Linked DNA regions of Mus musculus: region 1 is linked to region 2. Evidence: chromatin contacts called from public promoter capture Hi-C data. All regions are on one chromosome and are shown on one strand. The core of a region is the stretch at or near the end of the contact, and the rest is flanking DNA. Distances in the headings are between cores, read along the strand shown.

Region 1 (3,203 bases), core at 559-3,058, 1.4 Mb before region 2:
GTGGTCCCCTAGTTCCCAGAGGTGACTGGATTCTGGGGAGTTTGAAAACCCCTGACTCCTTGGCCTCAGCCTGCATCACTACTCACCCGGCTGGGGCCCCCATCTTGGACTGTGTCCCACCAGCCCTGCACTCTGATGTCAGTAAGGATGGATGAAATGTAGACTAGTGCTCGAGCGGAGTTCACACACTCCAGCCGCAAGATGGAACAGAACACAGAACCGTACGTACCTCAACTCCAGTTCTAGGGAATGCAGTGTTCTCTTTAGGCACCAGGATTGCATGTGTTGCACAGACATAAATGAAAGCAAAACACTCAAAAGTAAATAAAACTAAGAAACAGAACCTGGGAGCAGGAGAGTGTGGTAGCTCACATCTGTAATCCCAGCACTGGAAGGGCTCAGGGTCTTAGACTAAAATAAGGCTCATATACGTTGCATGGCCTGTAGGGGTCAGAAGCCAGGAGCCTAGAGACAAAGCCTTTTTTGTATAGTTGAGTTTTTCTCATCAACTACCACTAAGAGGAGACACATCCCCCCTTAAGCCCAGAGGCTGTGGTTATAGGATTGGGCCCTTCCCGCTGCTGACAGGGGATCCTCCTGTCATGGCTGGAGCTCACAAGTGAGATGGTGCTGTTTCTTCCCAGTAAGATAGTCACTCTCCCTGGTAGGATGTGGCTCCTACCGTGGTAGAGCACTTACCATTGTATGTGTAAGTATGTTGGTAGGCTTAGGATTCCTTCCCCTCTGCCACATGTCAAGAACAAAACAACTCTGGTCTAGCATCTAGCCAAAGCTGGAGCCCCGTTTTGTTGTGTGAGCTGAGACTGCTCAGGTTGGTCTACTGGGCTTTCTAAATAGCTGGGAAGCCCAACCCCTTTCTGTTCTTTTGAGACAGGGTCTCATGTAGCTCAGGCTGAAACGGGACTCACTATGTAACCCTGACAGGCTTTGAATGAATTCTACCTCCACCTCCTGAATGCTGGGGTTACAGGCACCTGTTAAGCCCAGTTGCTTTCTGTTGTTCTTTGTTTCTGACAAACTTTGCCCTGTATTTATTCAAAGTAACTAAAAGGCGGATGGGGTGTGCTAGGGAGGTAGACAGTTGCTACAGTGTGTTTTACACTTTAACCAATAGAGAGAGCAGTGGGAAAGATACAGAAAAACAAAACCAGCCTTCTTAACACCATCTTCACAGCTGTGAGCTCCAGCCAGCAGCAGGAAGAGCCCAATCCTATCCCCACAGCCTCTGGGCTGGAGGGGATGTGTCTCTTCTCAGTGGTGGTTAACGGAAACTTGTGAATGCTGCAACTGCGGGCCATGCTGCCAACCTCTCATCTCTTTCCGCCATGTCTCATAGGCAGTCTAGACAGCCTGGGGCTTGCTTGTGTAAAGCAGGCTGTATTTGAACGCACATAGACCCATCCGTCTCTGCCTCTGGAGTTCTGGGATTTGTTATCAAAGGCAAGAGCCACCATGTCCCTAGTAGAAACTTAAGAGTTCTTTGGAAGGGCTGGTGAGATGGCTCAGCGGTTAAGAGCGCTTCCATAGGTCCTGAGTTCCAATCCCAGCAACCACATGGTGGCTCACAACCATCCGTAACGAAATCTGATGCTCTCTTCTGTTTGCACTACCATCTCTAAATGAACTTCTGTAGGGCAGAAATGCACTGAAGCCTGAGCTGAGATGGTGCCCCAGAGCGAGCTTTTCAGCGCCTCCCAAGGTCCGAACTCCGAATCACTCCAGGGCGCGAGGGGCGTGGGCTTGACGAAACTCCGCCCCTGGGCGTGGCCTGGCGGCGGGGCGCGGCGGGTTCCCTCGGGGTCCGGGCTGGCGGCCACTCGGCGGCCACGGCGCGATGGAGTCGCCGGTCGAGCTGCTGGCCGCGCTACCCGCGCTGGTCACGGCGCTGGCGCTGCTGCTCGCCTGGCTGCTGCTGCGGCGTGGGGCGGCCCGGGTCCCGGCCCCGGAGAGCACCGCCTCGGACGAGGCCCCCGGGGCTCCTGCGCCGCCTGAACCTCCAGAGTCTTGCGCCCCGGAGCCTGCACCGGAGGGACCGAGCCAGTCCGAGCGCGTGGCGGAGCCGGAGGAGTCCGAGGCGGAGGAGCCAGCGGCCGAGGGGAGGCAGGTACGCTCCGAGATCGCCGTGGGGTCCCCGGGAGGGCGCCTACGAGCCTGCTGGCTGGACCTGCCCAGGAAGGGCCGAGCTAGTGGCCGGCAGGAAAGGAGGGTTCCTGGGGCTGGGACGCTCCATCCTCCCCCAAAGTGCCTCCAAGTGCCTTGCTTTGGAGCTGTCCTCCCTTCCTCCCCGTCCTGGCCGTCCCGGGCCTTTCAAGGCCCTTGACACTCTGCCCTGCAGCACCCTCCTCTTGCCTGGCTTCTGCCCACCCTTGCCTAAATCCACAAACACGTGTCCTACTTCAAGGTCTGAATTAAAGTGAGCTCTCTCTTGACAACACAGTACTTTGGGGTGGGATGTGCAAGAAGAGAAGTTGCCTGTCTTTTAGGTCAACTCGAATCCAGATTCCAGAGTCAGTGTGGGCGTTTTGTGAGGCTGGAAGGACGGGACTGAGGAAGGCACTTACTGGGACCATGGTATTGTAGCTTTCAAACTGCTTGTAGGCGTTGACACCTCCTCACCCCCCCACCCCCTGCGTTGGGATGAGCCCAGCTTATATGAAACAAAAGGTGCAAGAGGAGGCCCTGACCATCGCAGTTGATACCCCCAAACTACCTTGCCCACCTCCTAGGAGCTATCAGCTGACCAGTCTTCAGGGTACCCCTCACGCGTTCAGTCTCTGAGATGCATCTTTGCAGATTGGATCCGTGCTTGCCCGGGATACTGGGATGTCACAGTGCCAGGCCAGGCCACATGCTCTGGTCTCTGGTCAGATTTCAATACTTTGTTCTTGGGTGGCAGGATGGTTAGGAAGCCGTGGGCTAGCATAGTGGAAGCTGTGGGCAAGCCGTGGGCTAGCCGCCGTGGGCAAGCTGTTGGCTCTCTGCAGCCGCCTCCTTCCCTTGCTGGATACAATGGTTTACCCTGGAGTGAAGCTCTTGGGACAGGAGAGGCGGCAATGAGACTGGGCTCAGGCCTTTCTCTGCTGAGTCTGCCAGACTCCCTACTAGCAGGCTCTTTGCTTGACAAGTGGGTGACTAATTGTGTCATTAGAGTGGCTTCTAACTAGCCCTGAATAGGAGAACTA
Region 2 (3,476 bases), core at 940-3,439:
CACAGAGGAACCCTGTCTCGAAAAAAAAAAACAAAACAAAACAAAATTTTTTTTTGTCTCTTATTTTATGTGTATGGATGTTTTGCATACTCCCAGGGAACTGGAGTTACAGTTGTGAGCTAACATGTGGGTGGTGGGAGTCAAAGCCGGGGTCCTCTGGTTTGTGCTCCTAGCTGCTGAGCCATCTCTCCAGCTACTGTCTTCTGCGGCTTCTTGGGAGGAGAAAGGCGCAGGTGCGTCCTGCACAGGTGTTTCCTGGATGCATCTCTAAGGGAGACTTGTAAACAATCTTTCCTACCCATAACAACACATCATTCACTATTCATAGAGACTTCTGACCAGCAGTTCTGCAGCCTTCCTTATTAACTTACCAATGCTTTCTTGTGCCATAACATAACCCATCACGCTAGCAGCTGCCTAACTTCAAAAAAGTATTATTATTGTAGGGGCGTGTGGGCACCAATAGACAGCTTTGAGGAGTTGGGTCTCGGCCTGGAGAGATGGCTCAGTGATTAAGAGCATTGACTGCTCTTCTGAAGGTCTTGAGTTCAATTTCCAGCAACCATATGATGGCTCACAACCATCTGTACAGCTACAGTGTACTCTCATATACATAAAAAAAATAAATCTTAAAAGCTCGCTATGCAGCTCTGACTATCCTGAAACTCACTACATAGCCAAGGCTGGCCTCAAACTCACAACCATCTGCTTCTGCTTTCCACAGGCTGGGATTAAAGACGCGCGCGTCACCACGCCCCACTTTCCTTCCACTTAAATGTAGATTCTGAGGATGGAACTTAGGGTAGAAAGCATCCATTTATCTCGCCGGCCCTGCCTAAGCATCTTTTCAGACAGGTTCTCCTCTCAAACTCCTGCCTTTCCATATTAGGTGCCAGAAAAACCTGGCTTCAGCTGTGTTCATCCCCACCCCCCGAAATGTGACAGATTCTCAGAGCCTGGAGCACGCCCTTTCCTCAGCCCACCTCACCTCTTTGCGGGCCCGTTCATCCTCCAGGGGGGTGGTGTCATGGTTCTTGTGCTCCTCCAATAGGCAGGCTCCGCACACGCAGCTGCCCTCCGTGCGGCAATACAGCTGCCGGAGCTTGCGATGCTTGCGGCACAAGCGGTTCGTGAGGTCCCACACTGGGTCCAACAGCTGGTGGTCCTGGAACAGCTGGTCCTCAAAGTGGCTGCGCAGATGTTTCTCACACAAGGAAGCCACACACTGCAGGCATGACTTGGCTGCCCTCAGCTTCTGCGGAGAGCAAAAGTCACAGGGCACATCTGTGGGGCCAGCCAGGCCCCACAAGGACCCTGAGGTCTGGCTCTTGGCCTGGGTGAAGCAAGCCACCATCTCCCCGAGGATGACGTTCTTGCAGAGGCGGGGCCTGCTGGAGAAGGCCTCTCTGCACTGGGGGCAATAGTAAGTCTCTCCAATGGCAGCCTGGTGGTCCCAGAAATTCTGAAGGCAAGTCATACAGAAGTTATGGCCGCAGGCGGTAGTGACTGGGTTGCAGAACACCTCCAGGCAAATGGGACAGAGGACTTGGTCTTCCAACATGTGCTGACTGCTGTTGCTGCCCATCAGGAGATGGAGCGGGGTTCTGGAGGGCTGGGAAGAGAGCTGTGAGGGGGGTTTGTCCTGGGCTGATCCTGAGAAGACAGAGAAAAATCCGGGCATGGCAGGGGGCCAGGGCATGGCCCTTTACCCCAGGGACATGGTCTTGCACATCAGGGGCATGTTCTTTATGTCATAGGCATACTCCTTTTTACATCTTTCTTTTGGAAGCAGATGTCTGACCATAGGGAACCAGGACTGCATAGGCAGCCAACCCCCATGTGGGTGGGCACTGAGCATCTTACTTCCTGGTCTCAGCCCCAGTTGTGGGGGAGGTGGTGAAAGGCAGAAGGAAGGACAAGATGCTCTGGGGGAGAGGCCACTCCCTTGGCACTTAGGAGGGAAGGTCAGGAGCTTGAACTCACTTGAGATCTTCTGCATGTCCATGAGAGCCAGATATTTTGTTGCCCTGTGCCAAGAAGGAAAAGACCCACAGAGACTCAGGTACCAGGACCTACGGCAGCCTCCCTCACCAGCTCTGAGGGCGTCCCGCATCCTCTTGTGCCTACCTGTGGACCGATGATTGCCGTCTTCTCTCCTTTCTCTGTGGCCGCTGTTTCATGGTCTCTCTGTCCAGATGCCCTTTCCTTGAGGATAAGGCAAGTTTTGCTGATGTCATAATTCAGGTGCGGCCAGTCCCTGCATCCTGCCTGTGATGTCATCAGGACACAGGTGTCCCATGGGGCAGACTACAGTGCTATGCAGTACCAACACACTCTACTCCTCCATGTATGGGTTCTCACCTCCAGCATCTATGTCTCTCGCGGCTGAGAAGCTGCTAGCACCTAGGGCCGCTTACAATTGATGTTCATATTTCTGACCAGAGAGGGAAAACGGCCAATGAGCAGCAGGAAGATCTGGGCTAACTAATGACCCAAGCATCATACATCATTCTGGTATTCTTCCTCCTCCTCCTCTCCTTTTCTTCAAAGATCTATTTATTTCTACTATGCATGTTTTGTCTGTCCATTAGAGTATGTGCACCACGTGCATGCAGTTCCTGAGGAGGCCAGAAGATGGCATCAGATCCCCTGGAGCTGGAGTTACAGATGGCTATGAGTCCCTGTGTGAGTGTTTGGACTGGAACCTAGGTCCTTTGCAAAAGCATCAAATGCTTTTTTTTGTTTGTTTGTTTTGTTTTGTTTTTGTTTTTGTTTTTGTTTTTGGTCGAGACAGGGTTTCTCTGTGTAGCCCTGGCTGTCCTGGAACTCACTCTGTAGACCGGGCTGGCCTCGAACTCAGAAATCCGCCTGCCTCTGCCTCCCAAGTGCTGAGCTTAGAGGCGTGCGGCACTACGGCCCAGCACACCAAATGCTCTTAATCCATCTCTCCAGTATTTCCCTTTCCTTCTCTTCCTCCTCCTCCTTCTCCATGCAGGTGATCAAAGCCAGGGCCTTACACACAGGAGGCAAACGCTGTACCGCTGAGTTACATCCCCAGGGTAGCCCAGAGCATAGTCTTTTGGGAGATTCTATCTGTTGCTGTTACTTTGTTTCTAACCCTTAGAAAGAGAAGTCAGGGATTGGGAAGCTGGTGAGTCACCATTGCTCTGATTTAGTGGCTTGTGGCTTACTTCCTGTCCTTCTGAACCCCACAGAAAAAAGCTTCTAAAAAGCTTCAGGCTGTCAGGTCAATCTGCTTCAAAAGACTAGCCTGACTCCTCCTCTTGATCTTGTTGTGGGGATCGGAGGAGGCATCTTCCACTGACTACAGTGTCTGCTGCAAGCTCTTTGTGGAAAGCTTGTGTGAGAGTAATGGAGTTCCTTTTCTCTTTTTCTTTTTTAAGATTTATTTATTTATTATATGTAAGTACACTGTAGCTGTCTTCAGACACACCCGAAGAGGGAGTCAGATCTCG

Evidence for each region. Promoter capture Hi-C pulls out the DNA fragments that hold promoters and counts their contacts.
Region 1: a promoter capture Hi-C map of pre-B cells shows a contact between it and region 2, with 5 times the contacts expected there. The contact joins the promoter of Mxra7 here to the promoter of Trim80 in region 2. A contact is called at or near these places in 1 of 39 promoter capture datasets (pre-B cells) and 1 of 9 other capture datasets (liver).

The regions. Positions count from the first base shown.
Region 1 is chr11:116,826,651-116,829,853 of GRCm38.p6, reverse strand. Mxra7 (matrix-remodelling associated 7) reads left to right here and starts at 1,808. Exons shown (of 4, transcript NM_026280.3): 1 at 1,808-2,125. The coding sequence starts at 1,856.
Region 2 is chr11:115,439,258-115,442,733 of GRCm38.p6, reverse strand. Trim80 (tripartite motif-containing 80) reads right to left here and starts at 2,189. Exons shown (of 8, transcript NM_001033775.3): 1 at 2,128-2,189; 2 at 1,984-2,027; 3 at 989-1,653. The coding sequence starts at 2,180.